Linked DNA regions of Mus musculus: all the other regions are linked to region 3. The links are chromatin contacts, called in public HiChIP or PLAC-seq and promoter capture Hi-C maps. All regions are on one chromosome and are shown on one strand. Each heading gives the region's core, a stretch centred on a gene start, on an enhancer-like site or on the middle of the called end of the contact. The rest is flanking DNA. Distances are from core to core; before and after follow the strand shown. Region 1 overlaps Fstl4 (follistatin-like 4). Region 2 overlaps Gm30366 (a long non-coding RNA gene). Region 3 holds the start of Fstl4 (follistatin-like 4).

Region 1 (4,199 bases), core at 470-2,969, 160 kb after region 3:
CAGCCAGCAGTCAGAGTAAACAGCCACAGGGCCATTGGAGGGACACCAGGACACTTACGAGGGGAGTAGCTGCTGGAGAGACTAGGGATCTGAGTGTGTGCCCCGCCCTGGAGGCCACTGTACTCTTGTCCTCCATTTTCTCCCTGGCCAGCAAGGCCTGTCTATGGATTCTGCCCCTGCTGCCTACTTCACCAGGCCTACCTTAGTGGTCACAATTAGTGGGACAGTTACACACCCCCACTCCACCCCAAGCTTACCTCTTTTCCTTCAAACCAGTCAGTCACCTTCCCTCAGCCACCATGAGAACCACCAAAGGCAAAAGCGCCACAAATCAGACCCTTAATAGCTTTGGGGCTTCCTGAAAAGTGAAGAGTATGGCTCTGTCTACAGCCTAGCTTCCTGTACTCAAGCTTTGGAGACCCCGCAGCTTCATCCTGGGTTTGGTTGGCACGTTGGTTGGTTGTTTTAGATGCTAGGGACAGAATCTAGGGATTGATCAATGCCCAGCAGGCACTTCCATAAAGGTACTACCCAGGCTTCCTCTCATTTTCTCTGTGTGCTTTACGCTCCTATACTGTTGTCCCAGTGAATAGGGTCTCTCTGTGTGTGTGTGTGTGTGTGTGTGTGTGTGTGTGTGTGTGTGTGTGTGTGTTTGCTTGCTCCTTGCTCTCTAGACCAAGTATGCTGGCTCAGTGTCATCTGTCCTGACCATGGTAGAAAAAGCTTGGCACCTGCAGCTTGGTGGTGCTTTCTCTTTGGTGTCAGCCTGAGGCATCTCTTGCAGTGGTGCTTGCTTTGCATCTACAGAGCTTACCATTGCCCTAGGAGCAACCTGAGTAGAAAGGCCTTGTTCATTCTACCCATCTGTGGCCATGTGGCAAAAGCCGTAGGCCACAAGATGAATTTTGTGGGATGGAGGGAGGGCTGGACAGACAGAAAAATGAATGGACAACCAAGTGTTATAGGTAAATGCTGTCCCAAGGAAACCATCCACTTCGGCTCAACTTAAAATTAGAAGCTGCTTGGGTGGAGAGGTGGGGATGTTGACTGTCAGGGCCTCTGTTGCCTATGTACCCTGTGGGAATGTGCAGGGAGCAGGAGGTGGCGAATAGCTGCTCAGGGTGGTAAGCACTATGTAGGCAGAGGCCTTGCTGCATCTCCATCTATTGAGAAGGAAGGAGTACCACAAATCAGCCATTCTCCTCTTCCCTACCAAGAAGTGCACCAGTCTTGTATACACCCACTATGGGGCTCTAGACGTGTGGTTGACTGTGCCTCACTCACAAGGTCTGGTCTCCAGGACAAACAAGCCTTTCATGGTGAGACTACTCTACACGCCCTTAGGAAGACCTTGAGAAGTAGAGACAACCGTTTTTTGTCAGATTTCCTGGCACCCCTGTTGGAAAACTGCCAGAGGGTGGAGCCTGGACTGGCAGAGCCAGGAGGTCTGTTTTGTTGCCAGGACCCAATAGTTTCTCTAACAGGGGACCCAGGCCACCTGTCTTAAAATCTCAGGGGGTGGGAGACATCTCTTGTTCCCATTTGCTGATCAGCGGCGGGAACAGGTGTTTGAAAGCATACCGTTTCCCCTCCCCCCGGGGGGGGGGGGGCTTCTTGCTCCTGGGAGGCTTATCTGGCTGTCTGAGAGGGTCCAGTGCCAGCCCAAGGACTGAGAAACAAAGACTCGACTTACAATTTGTTACATCCTCGTTACTTTCTCCCGCCTGAGGCTTGGCCTCTTGGAAATCATCCAGGGGCTCAGCTGCCTTCTGCTGTGATCTCAGCATCCTTAACCTCCAGTCTTTGATCTGCATTTCCTGCTTCTGATGAAACACAACCCGCTCCCCACGCCATCGAAAGTACAGTGCATCTTCAGCCAGCCGCACAATTACTCAGAAGTACCGAGTGACTCTTGGAATTTATTTTAGCCACCTGTGTCTGTGTGCTGCTTTGTCTGGCTCGAGATTAAGGCTTCTTTTTATACCTCAGACTGTGCAGTCCTTTCTTTTATGCCTGCACAACGACCCTGTCACCCAGACCAGGCGATGCTCAGGAATCCCAGCCTGTGAGGAGACCCCCAGAGGTGCAAGCTTGTGGGCGGTGGGTAGGGTGGGCTCCCTTGCCTCTTCCCTCCTAGAGCAAGCAGTAGCTCTGAGCCAGCCCCACTGGTGATGCAGAGTTGGGAACACTGGTAAAGTTTAATCTTTGGTTAAAAACAAACAAACGTTAAATTAAAAACAAACAAAAGTTAAGACAAAAACAAAAAATATCCCCAGCTATTTCTTTCAGACAACTTGAGCTTTGTAAACTGGAGATATATTAGTTCAGGGTATTTGGTGCTGGGTAGATTATACTCCCTTATTCTTTAACCAGGAAAATCAGCATGTGCTTAGCAAAGAATTTTTTTTTCATGAAGAAACAGCACCTTCACTGTCCCCCTCCCTGTACGCACAGTAGATTCCAGCTCCAACTGCAAGATGGGTTCTGAGCCAATGGGTGGCGAGAGGGTGCATGGCAGAATGACTTAAAGATTTAAGTGAAATCCTTCTATCACCTAGATCTGGATTGGGAAAAAAAAATATAACCACACCTCCTGACCTCTTCCTTCCTCTGGGTGGCATGACAATGTACACACACAACACTCTGGCATCCACTGCCACATGGTAAACAGTGGCCGCCATATTGGTCCCCCAGCTCTCCACAGCTCTGTAACACCCTTACCACTGATGTGACATGAGCACCTGGTCGGGTTGTCTGGAGGACTCTTAGAACACAGAACGGGTTGACTGTCTGGCACATAAGTGCTCAGGGTTGCCCTGGTACTCCAGGTGAAGAAGTTGGACCTTGGCCTCCCAGGCCTCCACCTACCTTTCTTGGTCCTTCCCATCCTCTAACCTGCTCACCTAGCTTTCTTCTGTTTCCCTGAGACCTGGCCGTAGAATGGTGTCAGCCGTGTTCAGGCCATCTCTCTCTTCTTCAGTTAATTGTTCTCGGAAATTCACAGTCACAGCCAAAGGGGTATCTCTAATGCCTCAGACAATTCTTTCTTTTAAAAAAAATGTAATATGTTTGTTTCTGTGTGTGTGTGTGTGTGTGTGTGTGTGTGTGTGTGTGTGTGTACATGTGAGTGGGGCCAGGATGTGCCTGTGGAGCACAGATGTTGTTACTTTATTGTTACTTTTGTTGTGTTCACAAGGACTGGCATCAGTTAACCCACACAGACAGATAATCCACACAGGAGAGGATAGCTCACCCATGGGAAACCAGAGCTCAGCTGTTCTACTCCACTGATCTCCTGGAGTTACAGAAGTTTACTTTTCCATTTGATGGTGCTACTTTGTAACAACCTCAAAGCTGCCTTCTCCAGCTGACATGATAATACATAGGAATGACATTGTACTTGGTACATTGTAGAAATTTGTTCTCTCCTTACACCACGTGGGTTCCAGGAATGGAACTCGTTTCATCAGACTTGGAGACAAGTGTCCTTTACCTGCTCACCTTCTTAACAGACATTTCTAAGAGCGGTCATACCATCCATACTGGCTTTGTGCCCATTCCTTCTCCTCATTTGCCCTCTGGAAATGGCATCTTCCATTTGAGTGTCCGCCTATGCTAACATCAAGATCCTCAACACTGGCTCTTTGAACTTTGATTCTCATGGTGGCATGGAAAAGTCAGATTAGTGTTTATGTGAAAGTGTTGTACCAGGAGGCTGGGGAGGTTGGACAAGGGGATGCTCTGAGAGACAGACTGTTCCTAGATACTAGAAAGAAAAGCAGACTAGAGATGCTGAGGGCAAGTGAATGGCCAGTAGCTCAAGGTCATCCTCAGCAACTTAGTAAGTTCAAGGTTGGCCTATGCTACACAAAATCTTCTCTAAATCAACCAAGAGCAATAAAAAAGATGGGAAAGGGGGTTTTATTCATATAGTCAAGCCTGTCTTAAGGGAGAGAGAGATTGGACTCAATCACAGATCCAACAAGGACAAGTAGAGATTTGTAGTCAGTGTGCAGTTAAGTTGCTTCAAGGAGTTTGGTCAGTGATGGGGAGTAGTGAACTTTACTGGTGATCAAGAGTGAGGAAAAGAAACTGAAATTGGCTTGATGGAATTCTTTGCTTAAAACTCAAGACAGCAAGCCAGGGTCAAGATCCAGTAGAGACTAGGACTCAAAGAAGCTCAACTAAACTTCAGTCAG
Region 2 (4,312 bases), core at 732-3,231, 160 kb before region 3:
GGGAACTGCTAGCTTAGTGCCTGGCCCTTCATCTCTCTATGTGGCAGCTGCTAACCTTTCACCATTGTCTTTGTCACCACCTGATGGGGCCAAATGGTGCTCCATAGCTGAGCTTTGCAAGTCTCTACTCCCCTCATCTCCCTCTTTCTTCCTCTAGGTGGTCAGTCCCCCTTGCTGTCTGTCCTTAGTTCATTTTCTAAACTTAAGGCTAGGTTTTCTCAGCCTCTGCCCTAGACTTCCATCCCTGCCTGGAACCTGTCTTGCTTCCACAGAGCACAGCTTAGTTTATGTCCCCAAACACAGCTTGGGTAGCAAATCCTTTGGTGGACTTTATAATCGGACATAGATCATTACCGATGGGACTCGGGCTTTACATAATATTTTAGGAGGTAGATAAATTAGATCATGAAAAGTGCATAAGGGACATCAATTATGCAGGAACCAGAAGAATTGTTATAAAGTGATCTGGCCTCAGTCTTTGCCCATGAAACATTTAACTGAGGCCATTAAAATAGAAAACATCTCTTGCTTGCTCCGTATGTCAGGAGGAGTGGGCTGGCCCAGATGCAGGCCTTGCCCTAGGGATGCTGGAAAGTACATGATGGCCTGCTTTTGCTGTGACACCTGAAAAGGGTCTCCTGGGTAGTGTAGGAAACTGGGACTGGGCTGGTTTGAGTAAAGAAGGATCTGGAGGCTCCGGGAGTGTGTGTGACCTGCTGGAGATCTAGGTGGTGGTTGCTTCTCTGGCTCCTGTGACCTAGGGTAGAAAGATGCATGTCTGAACAGTGTGGGAAGAGGGTCAGAGGTTGATGACGACCCCAGGGTTCTCAGGAACCACCCGAAGTGTCATGTTTGCCCTGTGTCCTCCATAGCAGCAGTGGAGTCTGACTCCGGTGCACTTCTGCTGGTCCTGGCAGATCTACCTGACCTTGAGGCTGCCAGTGACCATGGGCCTGTGAGAGAAGGCGTGTGTCATTGTGACCTTTTGGATAAACTGTCCATGCTGCCTTTCTCCACTAGGCTTCTATGATCACAGCTGATCCTAGCCTTGGCCCAAGCTACACTATCTGCCCCTTCTGCCCACCACGATTCTACCATCCTCTTACGGCCCTATGACCATGCCTTTGCCTTAGTTGTTGTTGTTGCTGTTGTTGTTATTCCCTTGCTGTGATCAAATGCCCTTACAAAGGGCAACTTGATGACGAAAGGGTTTATTTTGGCTGGTAATTCAAGGTACGGTCCCTTACCGCAAGAAGGCATGTCTGCTCAGTTTTTTCTTTTTATGTAGTCAAGACCTAAGCCCAAGTCTCCCATCTCAATTAACCTAATCAAGATAATGTTCCTAGGCATGCCCAGAGACTAACCTCATCAGACAGCTTCTTACAGGTGTGCTGAGAGGTTTGTCTCGTAGGTGATTCTAGACCCTGCCAAGTTGACAATCAGCATTAATCATCACAGTCTTGTCCTGGTCCCGGTGGTGTATTACTGTTGTATTACTGGGAGGTGTGTGGGGGTGGGGGTGGGGGTGGGGGTGGGGAGGGCCTTGCCCCTCCTCGCTATAAGCATGAGCTGGGCACATTGGTAACACCTCTGAACCTTTTGGGGGTGGCTAAGGAAGTGTATCTTAACAAGCATTCCTAAGCTCTCTTTCCCTGTGGCACATCACCCCTTGGCTTATCTGGCACTTTTTCAGGACCTGCTCTCTTGGCTTTCAGCCTTGGTTCCCACAGTGGCACCGCTACAGACAGCCACAGAAAGAGACAGAAAGGAGTACCAGTCACTGCAGGACACACAGTCCCGGCAGCATGCCCTCAGTGGGAGAGCCCGGCATGGATTCTGAGATTGCCTGTGTCACTGGAGCTGAAAGTTTTACAGGGGGAGGCGGAGCAGGTGGTGGATGCAAGGGGCAGGTCTGTCCCTTCTGCAGTGAGAATATGTTCCTCGCGGATAGGGTTGTGATGGTCCCCTCTAGCCCTCTTCCTCCGGAACGTCTGTCTTTCCTCCCCCAGAGTCACCGCTTCGGATGGGTCTTACTCAATTCTGCCAGGCTGAGGGAACAAAAGCGTCTGCTGCGTGAAAGTTGCAGGCGTGGGGTTTGGCGAGATAATATCCCCGTTCTGTTGTGTGACTTGGGAGGAGTTTCCTATACTCGGAGTAGGGAAGCCATCTCACGCTGTGTGCAGAAGTGTGTTCTCTGACTAGCATGCTTCAAAGCATTCCACGTTCTCACCTGGGTAGAGATGTGGGCCTGGAGCCTTCAGTCCCACCTGGCCTTTTATAGGTTGGAGTTTAGGAGCAAGGACTTGGTGTTCCTGCCCCCACTCTTCTGTTCACGCATGCATCCCTAAAATAAACTCAGTAGGTGGACAGGTTAGTCATAAATACAAGCAAGTCACCTTTTCAAATGCTAAAGCCCATTTCTCACCAGGGCATGCCCTCCTCACCTACGTTTAATCCTTTACTGTTGCATCCCTGACATGCCTACTCAAGGCAATAGCTGGCATTTAGGCAGAGTGGCTCATGGTGCAAATCCCTGGGCTCTGAGTGCACCAACCCTGCCCCTGAATCTACTCTCCAAAGATAACAGAGTTGAGCATCATCTGGCATGCTACACAGTGTGCACGAGGTCACAGAGCTAGCGCAGGGGGGAGGAGTGCTTGAACACAAGCAATCTGGTTACAGAATAGAGAACTAAGGTTCAAACTATAGCATTCTAGACGTTTCTAAATCACTTCTCAGAATTTACTGGGCATGTCCAAACCGTGCCCATGCATTGGCTCCGATACGCAGGAATGCTGCCTAACATAAAATTGTAAACTTAACATTCTAAGATTTCCCCCCCTCCACCCCCCAGTGCAATTGCTTAGTTCTTGAGTGTAAACTTTGTAGCTGAAAACACTCCTTTGTGTTTTCAAGAGTTTGGCTATACTTAAAACCTCCTAATGTTTTGGGTGTGATGTTTGTGGTAGGGGTCTAGTGAATGACATTGAAAAGCCATGATTAAAGGCTGTGCTTCAGGGAGTCAGTAGGGGAGGTGCCTGATTGGACTCTCCCAGCAGAGGAAGAGAATGGAAAGAGCTCCTTGCCCCCCCTTTTTCCCATAGAGAAAGATCAGGGCTCAATTCACCTTTGCTGTGGCCCCTTTGATTGTCTTCATGATTGGGCAAAGGAAGCCTTCAGGAAATCTGCCCTTGTGAAACAAGGCCTGAGGCGTGTGGGTCGCTCGCTGCTACCTGTCTGCTGTTGTGTTTGACACAGCTGCTGCTCTCTGCTATTCCACGTTTTGGGTTGTGTATACTATGGCTGTGTCACAGTTCACTTGGCAGAGTGCTCCACTGGGGTATCTTCTTATCTAAGATCTCAGAGCTAGCCCATATGCTTGTCCCTGGTCTCTCACAGGGGGCTGAAGAGGTAGAGATCAATGGTGGCTCTGTGGGCTACTTCTGGCCATTTGGTGTAGCTGGAGGTAACATTGAAAATTAGGGGGCACAGTGGTGTGTGCCAGCAATCCTATCACTCAGGCAACTGAGGTGGGAGGGTGGTGAGTTCAAGGCCAGACTGGATTACATGGCTGGACATTGTCTCCAACCAAACCAGATCAAACCAGAAAGAAAAAGAATCAAAGCCGCTTCTTGCTTCCTGCCCCGTGATTGCAGAAGGCTGGGTGGGAGGTGACTGCTGGCAAGGGCTGCATTTTCCATGAGGGAAGAAAGGGGCAGATGAGGAGGCGGTGGTGGCCTGGGACCCATTTTAATCAATAGCAGCAGACGTACCAGGGTGAACTGTCAGTCAATGTGCTGAATATACTGGGTGTCAAATTTAAATGAATGTTGCTCAACTACCAGTGAAACTCAAAATTTCCCTTTAAGTTTGTTGGCACTCACATTTCTCCTTCGGAATGGCCCACCCCTTAGCCCATTTCCCCTAGCTGATACTGAGCCTTTTCCAGCACAGGGCTGCGTGCATCCGAATCAGCCATTTCCCGCTGCATTGGTGGGTCATGGTTTTGGCTGTGTTTACTCCTGTTTGGGATGAACCCAGCTGAGCTTTTCAGAGACCACTATGAAAATTCAAGGAAAATGTTCTGTCCTGTCCTTAATCAAATTTCTTGTATTATGAATAGTTATTAAATATTTTATGTGAGCTTTGTAATTACTGATTAAAGCTAATATCAATAGCCTCAGATAATCAGTGTGTAATGCTAATTAGAAGGTAGCGAGTAAACCCCAATGACTTGTCTGCAGTTTCCGAATTGATGTAATTGTAGCCTGCTGGGCTGGGAGGTGGGAAGGCTGGGTGGATGAATATCTGT
Region 3 (4,755 bases), core at 786-3,285:
CAGCTTCATTCCCAGCCCAGAATGTGCTAGTAAAACAAAGAAATACACGGTGAAAGCACAAAGCAACTGGAAGAGGCATCAGCATGCGTGCGGCACCCAATGCTGCCTCTCGGAGGTGTGTTCGACTCCAACCTTCCCACGTCACTTTCTCTTATTCCAAGGTGACTCGTTATCCCACTCTGGTTTTCCGCTCAGTGGTCACAACGGCTCGCCGTGGAGGTCAGCATCAGCTCTTGGGGAGTAATCTGAACATCTGTTTCATAGCAGTTTCGTTCTCCTTCTCCTTCCTTGGGAAGCATGAAGAAGCCCAACGTTGTTTAGAACATTAAACGTGGCTATTTCTGGTCTTGGTCAGTCTGCAGGCCTTGACTTATACGTGACCTCTAGTTATTAAAAAACAACAACCTCAAAAAATGAAACACCACTCTCCTGCCTGGAATCCTGCACTCTGGCTACTGGGCTGCCTCAGCGACTTGATGCTTAGAAAAGAGGGATATGCCTCTTTTTCCACCTCATCTTGGAGAGCTGTGTGGTTTAGTCCCATCTGCAGACTGGGGATGCAAGTTCAGAAGGGGTTGGGGGAGCGGGACATCACTTCTGTGCCCCCTGGCACCTGTTAGGGGCACTCATTTTCTCTTTCTCAAGATGGAAATTGTGCCTCACCTCCTGAATTCCAGGTATATTCAGAGAATCCAGCCTCCAGCCAGCCTTGGGGATTCATTCATGGATGGCATTGGCAGAAAATCATGGTCAAATAGCAGAGAGCATCATTCTGGCCACAGCCCCAGGGCACAGAGAATACCGCTGCCTTTTTATATCTGAGTGCAAATTTTGGCGCTCACTGGCCAAGTCACAGCTGACTACGACTTGGAAGTCACTTTGATTTTTTGCAGCTGAGAAGCAATTACAACCGGGTCTGAGTTGCACCACTCTCTGGACAGTGGTGGAAGGAGGGCTAGATCCTACACCAACAACCTGAGCAAGAAAGGCTCTGTCGCCCCACTCACTGCAGTATCTTCCGGAACCAGCCCAGAGGCTTGTACTCCAGGGGCCCAATGGAAGGACAGACTCAACCAGCCTTTCATATTTCCACAATTTCTTTTCTATTTAACTAATCTTATCTGCAGGGAAGCCCCGTTGAGCCCTCCTGCAAATCAGGAGAGATCCCAAAGGCATGGGCAGGACAGAAAGCCATTGGACATCCACACCAGCACAGTAGGAGGCAGGACCTGGGCAACTGTGAGGTTAGGTCGAAAGTGACAGAGGTGTTTGCAATTTAGCTGAGCACATATGAAGAGCTGTGGAGGAAAGAGAGAAGAGAAGAGAAGAGAAGAGAAGAGAAGAGAAGAGAAGAGAAGAGAAGAGAAGAGAAGAGAAGAGAAGAGAAAAGAGATGGAAAAGCCAGGAAGCTGAGGTCTTAGGCCCAGGAGAGGAAAGTGTCTTGTTTTAGGAACAAGACACGTTCCCGGCTCAGCCTGGTCAGGCTTGGCAAATGTCACCTGGGAATCTTGTAAGCGTCTCTAGTTGGGAGTAAAGAAAACTTTGCTCTTTCACAGGTAGTTGGTTCTCAATGCAGGGAGGAGTGTTCCCTGAATATTGCTTCAGGGACATCTCTCTTGGTGCAATGTACCGACCCCGTAAGGTTTCACGAGAAATGGCCGCTGATTGAGAGCAATCCTGCGCTTTGAGCAAAGCACAACCTTGGGGGAGGCTGGCCCGGAAAAGAGCTTAGAGGAGAGGAGGGGTAAGTGGGAAAACAGAGGCAGGGGGTTGTCACCTGCTGAGCTTCCTGGGAGCCAGGGGAAAGAGAGCTGTCTGGCCCAGGTGGTGCAGGGAACAGGGAATCCTCGCGCTCTGCTTGCGCGCCGGGCTGCTCTACACCTGCCGCGGGGTCTGACCCGCAAGCAGGCGGGAGGCGAGCACAGGTGGCGGCGATTGGGCAGGCGGGGCCCGGAGGGTGACGTCACGGGCTCCGGTCCCGGCGGCAGAAATAGGGCAGCCGCGGCAGCGGTGGCACAGCGGCGGGCGGCGGAGGCTCGGAGAGCTGGAGCTTGGACTATCTCTAGCACGCCAGGGGACCAGCCGACAGCCGGAGACGACCCAGCCGAGGACGCGGGGTCCGGGTCGCCGCCTCTGTCGCCGCCACGGGGCGCTCCCTCCCTTCCACCCGAGTCCGGCCACCTGGTCATTCCCTCGGCCCCGGCCGCCGTAGGTAAGCGGGTCGCAGCTCCGGAGAAGATGCGGGTGTCCGAGTCGTGCCACCGCCGCCAGCTCGTCCCGCTGCTCTCCGCCCGGGTCCCGACGCCCGCAGCTCCGCAGCTCGCTGCAGGGCCCGGTGCGGGCGTTCGCAGGTTCTCACTGCCCACGCCTGGAGAGCCAAGTTTGCGCGCCTGGCTACGGGCACGGGACCACAGGGCCGGGACTCGGCAGGGCCACCCTGGATGCGCTAGGACTGGGGGCTTAAAGCTGGGGTACATGGGGTTTGACACCCGGGGATCAGCGGTGGGGAACGGAGTGATCCTTATAGGCGCGCGGGGCGCCACGCAGAACTGCTCTGGCTGAGCCCGAAGCTCGCGATCCGCACCGAGACCCTGCAGGCGCCGCTCTTGGGCTCTGAACCCCCGGATGGCCTCAGCCAAACCCTAGCGACAGACCCTGGCTCAGACCTGTGCCCTTGGCTGGGATCTAGAGTGCGGGGCGGGCATCCTTTGCACCTTCTTCCCCTCCGCTTTGCGGGGAAACTTGCGTCCCCTTGTCGCAGCCCAAAGATAATCTGCGCCTCTCTTGGCCCTCGTTATCCCATGGCCCTCAGTGTAAGGAGCTCAAGAAGAGGGCATCCTAGCAGAACCCTGCCCTGGGGACCTTGTGGCTTTCATCTTGCGAGGCCACAGTTGTTGCCAGTAAGCAGCTGCTGTAACCCACTGGGAAGTCTCTAGGGAGCAGTTTGTCCTGAGGATATTTAGGTTGGGGGTGGGTGGGTAGGTGCTAAGAGCAACTGTGCTGACTGACTTCGGCCCCTCTTTGCTCCACCGAAGGAAGAGAGACCATTTCTAAGTTTCAGAGGAGACCTGGGAAACGCAGGCAGAGCGCTGCTCTTGGGGCGCATGTCGCCTGGAGTTTGGGTAGCACTGCAGCACGAGGCTTTGAGCACTCTCTGCAGCTGACAAAGCCGTGTCCCACTTGGCTTCCCCTATGTCTGCCACCTGAGGACTTCCTGTCCTGAAACTTGCAAGGGAAGAAACTGACTGGCAGCGGTCGGTAGGGCTCGTGGTGCCCAGAATTTGGCGAGCGTCTATGCTGTCCTTTGGTCAGCTCAGAGTTCTCTGGGAGTTTCCCCTCGCCCCCACCAGGTCTGCATTTTCTCCCAGAGCTGGTCCACCTTGCCCTGCCTAGAGGACTTCCCTCCAGATAACCGTCTCTTGACACTGATGAATAGCGCTTCGGTAGTCTCCCCTCCGTCCCCTCTAGGTGTCGCTTCTATCGAGCTTTCCATGAGTGAAAGACAGCGCCAGTAGCTTTGGTCTGTTGTCCTAGTAAATCTGTTGCAAGCCTGTGCTCCAAGAATTGTACTAGGTACCCTCCCCTGCCACGAGGTACCCAAATCCACCCACCCCTTTATATGCCTTACACAGAAATGGGGTACTTGCTAGCCAAAAAATCCGTACAGAGAACAACACCCCTTGGCATTTTCTAAGGAGGAAAAAAGTGGGGGGGGAATGAAGAAGACGTCAGGACTTTTCCAGAAAGCCCTCAAGTTATATTCCTGCCCAGCAGCCACTGGTGATGCAAGGGAGAATTTTAACAGTCTGTTCTCGTCCCTGATACTGGCCAGTATCTGTTCCGGTCCCTCTGACTCTGAGGATAGGCTCTGGTGTGGACATTGGTGTGGAAAGCAAACGAGTCGGGGAGTGACTAGGACTTGTGTGGTATCATAGCCCCAGCACTTCTCTGGCAGAACCCAGTGACTTCCTGTTTCAGTTGTGTGAGAAGGGACCTCAGGCCCAGGTTATTCTGCCACTGTCAGCTGAATGCTGGCTTTCTTCCTCCTATCATGGGGCCCAATACCTCACTCTTCCCAGGAAGACTTCAGCCTGAACCAAAGGTCATCCAGGGAAAGGGTCCATGTGTTAGCAGTCCTAATTATGTTGTCCCGGGGGCTTTTACTTTTCCTCTTAGAATTTGATGTCACCAAGTTTTGTTAATTGCAGAAAGGTTCTCCCCATCCCAACCCCCTTTCCCAGAGTGAGACCAGCTCGCTGAACTGGGCAATGTCAGGACTTTGATTCCCCTGGTTGTGCCCAGTAGGTGAGAGAAGGAGGGAGAGACTGGGTCACTCACTGTGCTTTTCCTTCTGTTAAGGAATTGGAGGACCGGTTTATTTACTGTGTCCTCATGTGATGGTCTTCTATTTGACTTAATAGCCTGTTCCGGGAACTGGTATTGAATGGTTACGTTTTCACAAACCTGTCCCAAGTGTCTACCCTACCTCTGGAGGTATCTTTTCTCTCCAAGTCCCACCTTCTTGCTTATGTGTAGTTACCATGTTTTTCCAAACAAGATGAAATTAGGTATTTCAAGAGAGTGTCTCTCTTAAAGTGTTTTGCCTCTTACTGAATAATACTAAGACATGGAACATCAAATATAATGGGAAAACCACGGTTTAAAGGACATATTTAGGAGTTATCTGAAGGTTGGACAGATAAGGGTGATAGAAGCTGTAGGTGAATGTGTAAAACTTCAGTTCCAAGATGAATG

The links. Promoter capture Hi-C pulls out the DNA fragments that hold promoters and counts their contacts. HiChIP or PLAC-seq counts read pairs in DNA pulled down with a chosen protein or histone mark.
Region 1: an H3K27ac HiChIP or PLAC-seq map of neural progenitor cells shows a contact between it and region 3, with 6 times the contacts expected there. The contact joins the enhancer-like site here to the promoter of Fstl4 in region 3. A contact is called at or near these places in 4 of 39 promoter capture datasets (embryonic stem cells, hippocampal neurons and stem cell-derived epiblast-like cells), 1 of 15 datasets of contacts at CTCF or cohesin (hippocampal excitatory neurons), 4 of 484 Hi-C or Micro-C datasets (bone marrow-derived DN3 thymocytes, nephron progenitors and ventricular fibroblasts), 5 of 115 datasets of contacts at active chromatin or transcription factors (embryonic stem cells, forebrain and neural progenitor cells) and 2 of 9 other capture datasets (liver and pancreatic islet).
Region 2: a promoter capture Hi-C map of hippocampal neurons shows a contact between it and region 3, with 5 times the contacts expected there. The contact joins the enhancer-like site here to the promoter of Fstl4 in region 3. A contact is called at or near these places in 3 of 39 promoter capture datasets (embryonic stem cells, hippocampal neurons and liver), 1 of 484 Hi-C or Micro-C datasets (cerebral cortex), 1 of 115 datasets of contacts at active chromatin or transcription factors (forebrain) and 1 of 9 other capture datasets (liver).

Annotation. Positions count from the first base shown.
Region 1 is chr11:52,918,047-52,922,245 of GRCm38.p6, forward strand. All of the region lies in intron 3 of Fstl4 (follistatin-like 4), which reads left to right. Among named protein-coding and RNA genes, the nearest start is that of Fstl4, 160 kb to the left of the region's middle. Within about 2 kb of position 1,720, at least 41 of the 459 cell types and tissues checked have an H3K27ac peak or open chromatin away from gene starts, as enhancers often do. A contact at or near this core is called in neural progenitor cells, where this site is marked.
Region 2 is chr11:52,600,415-52,604,726 of GRCm38.p6, forward strand. All of the region lies in intron 1 of Gm30366 (a long non-coding RNA gene), which reads left to right. Among named protein-coding and RNA genes, the nearest start is that of Gm30366, 23 kb to the left of the region's middle. Within about 2 kb of position 1,982, at least 14 of the 459 cell types and tissues checked have an H3K27ac peak or open chromatin away from gene starts, as enhancers often do. A contact at or near this core is called in cerebral cortex and hippocampal neurons, where this site is marked.
Region 3 is chr11:52,762,671-52,767,425 of GRCm38.p6, forward strand. It overlaps Fstl4 (follistatin-like 4), which reads left to right and starts at 2,036. Exons shown (of 16, transcript NM_177059.3): 1 at 2,036-2,212.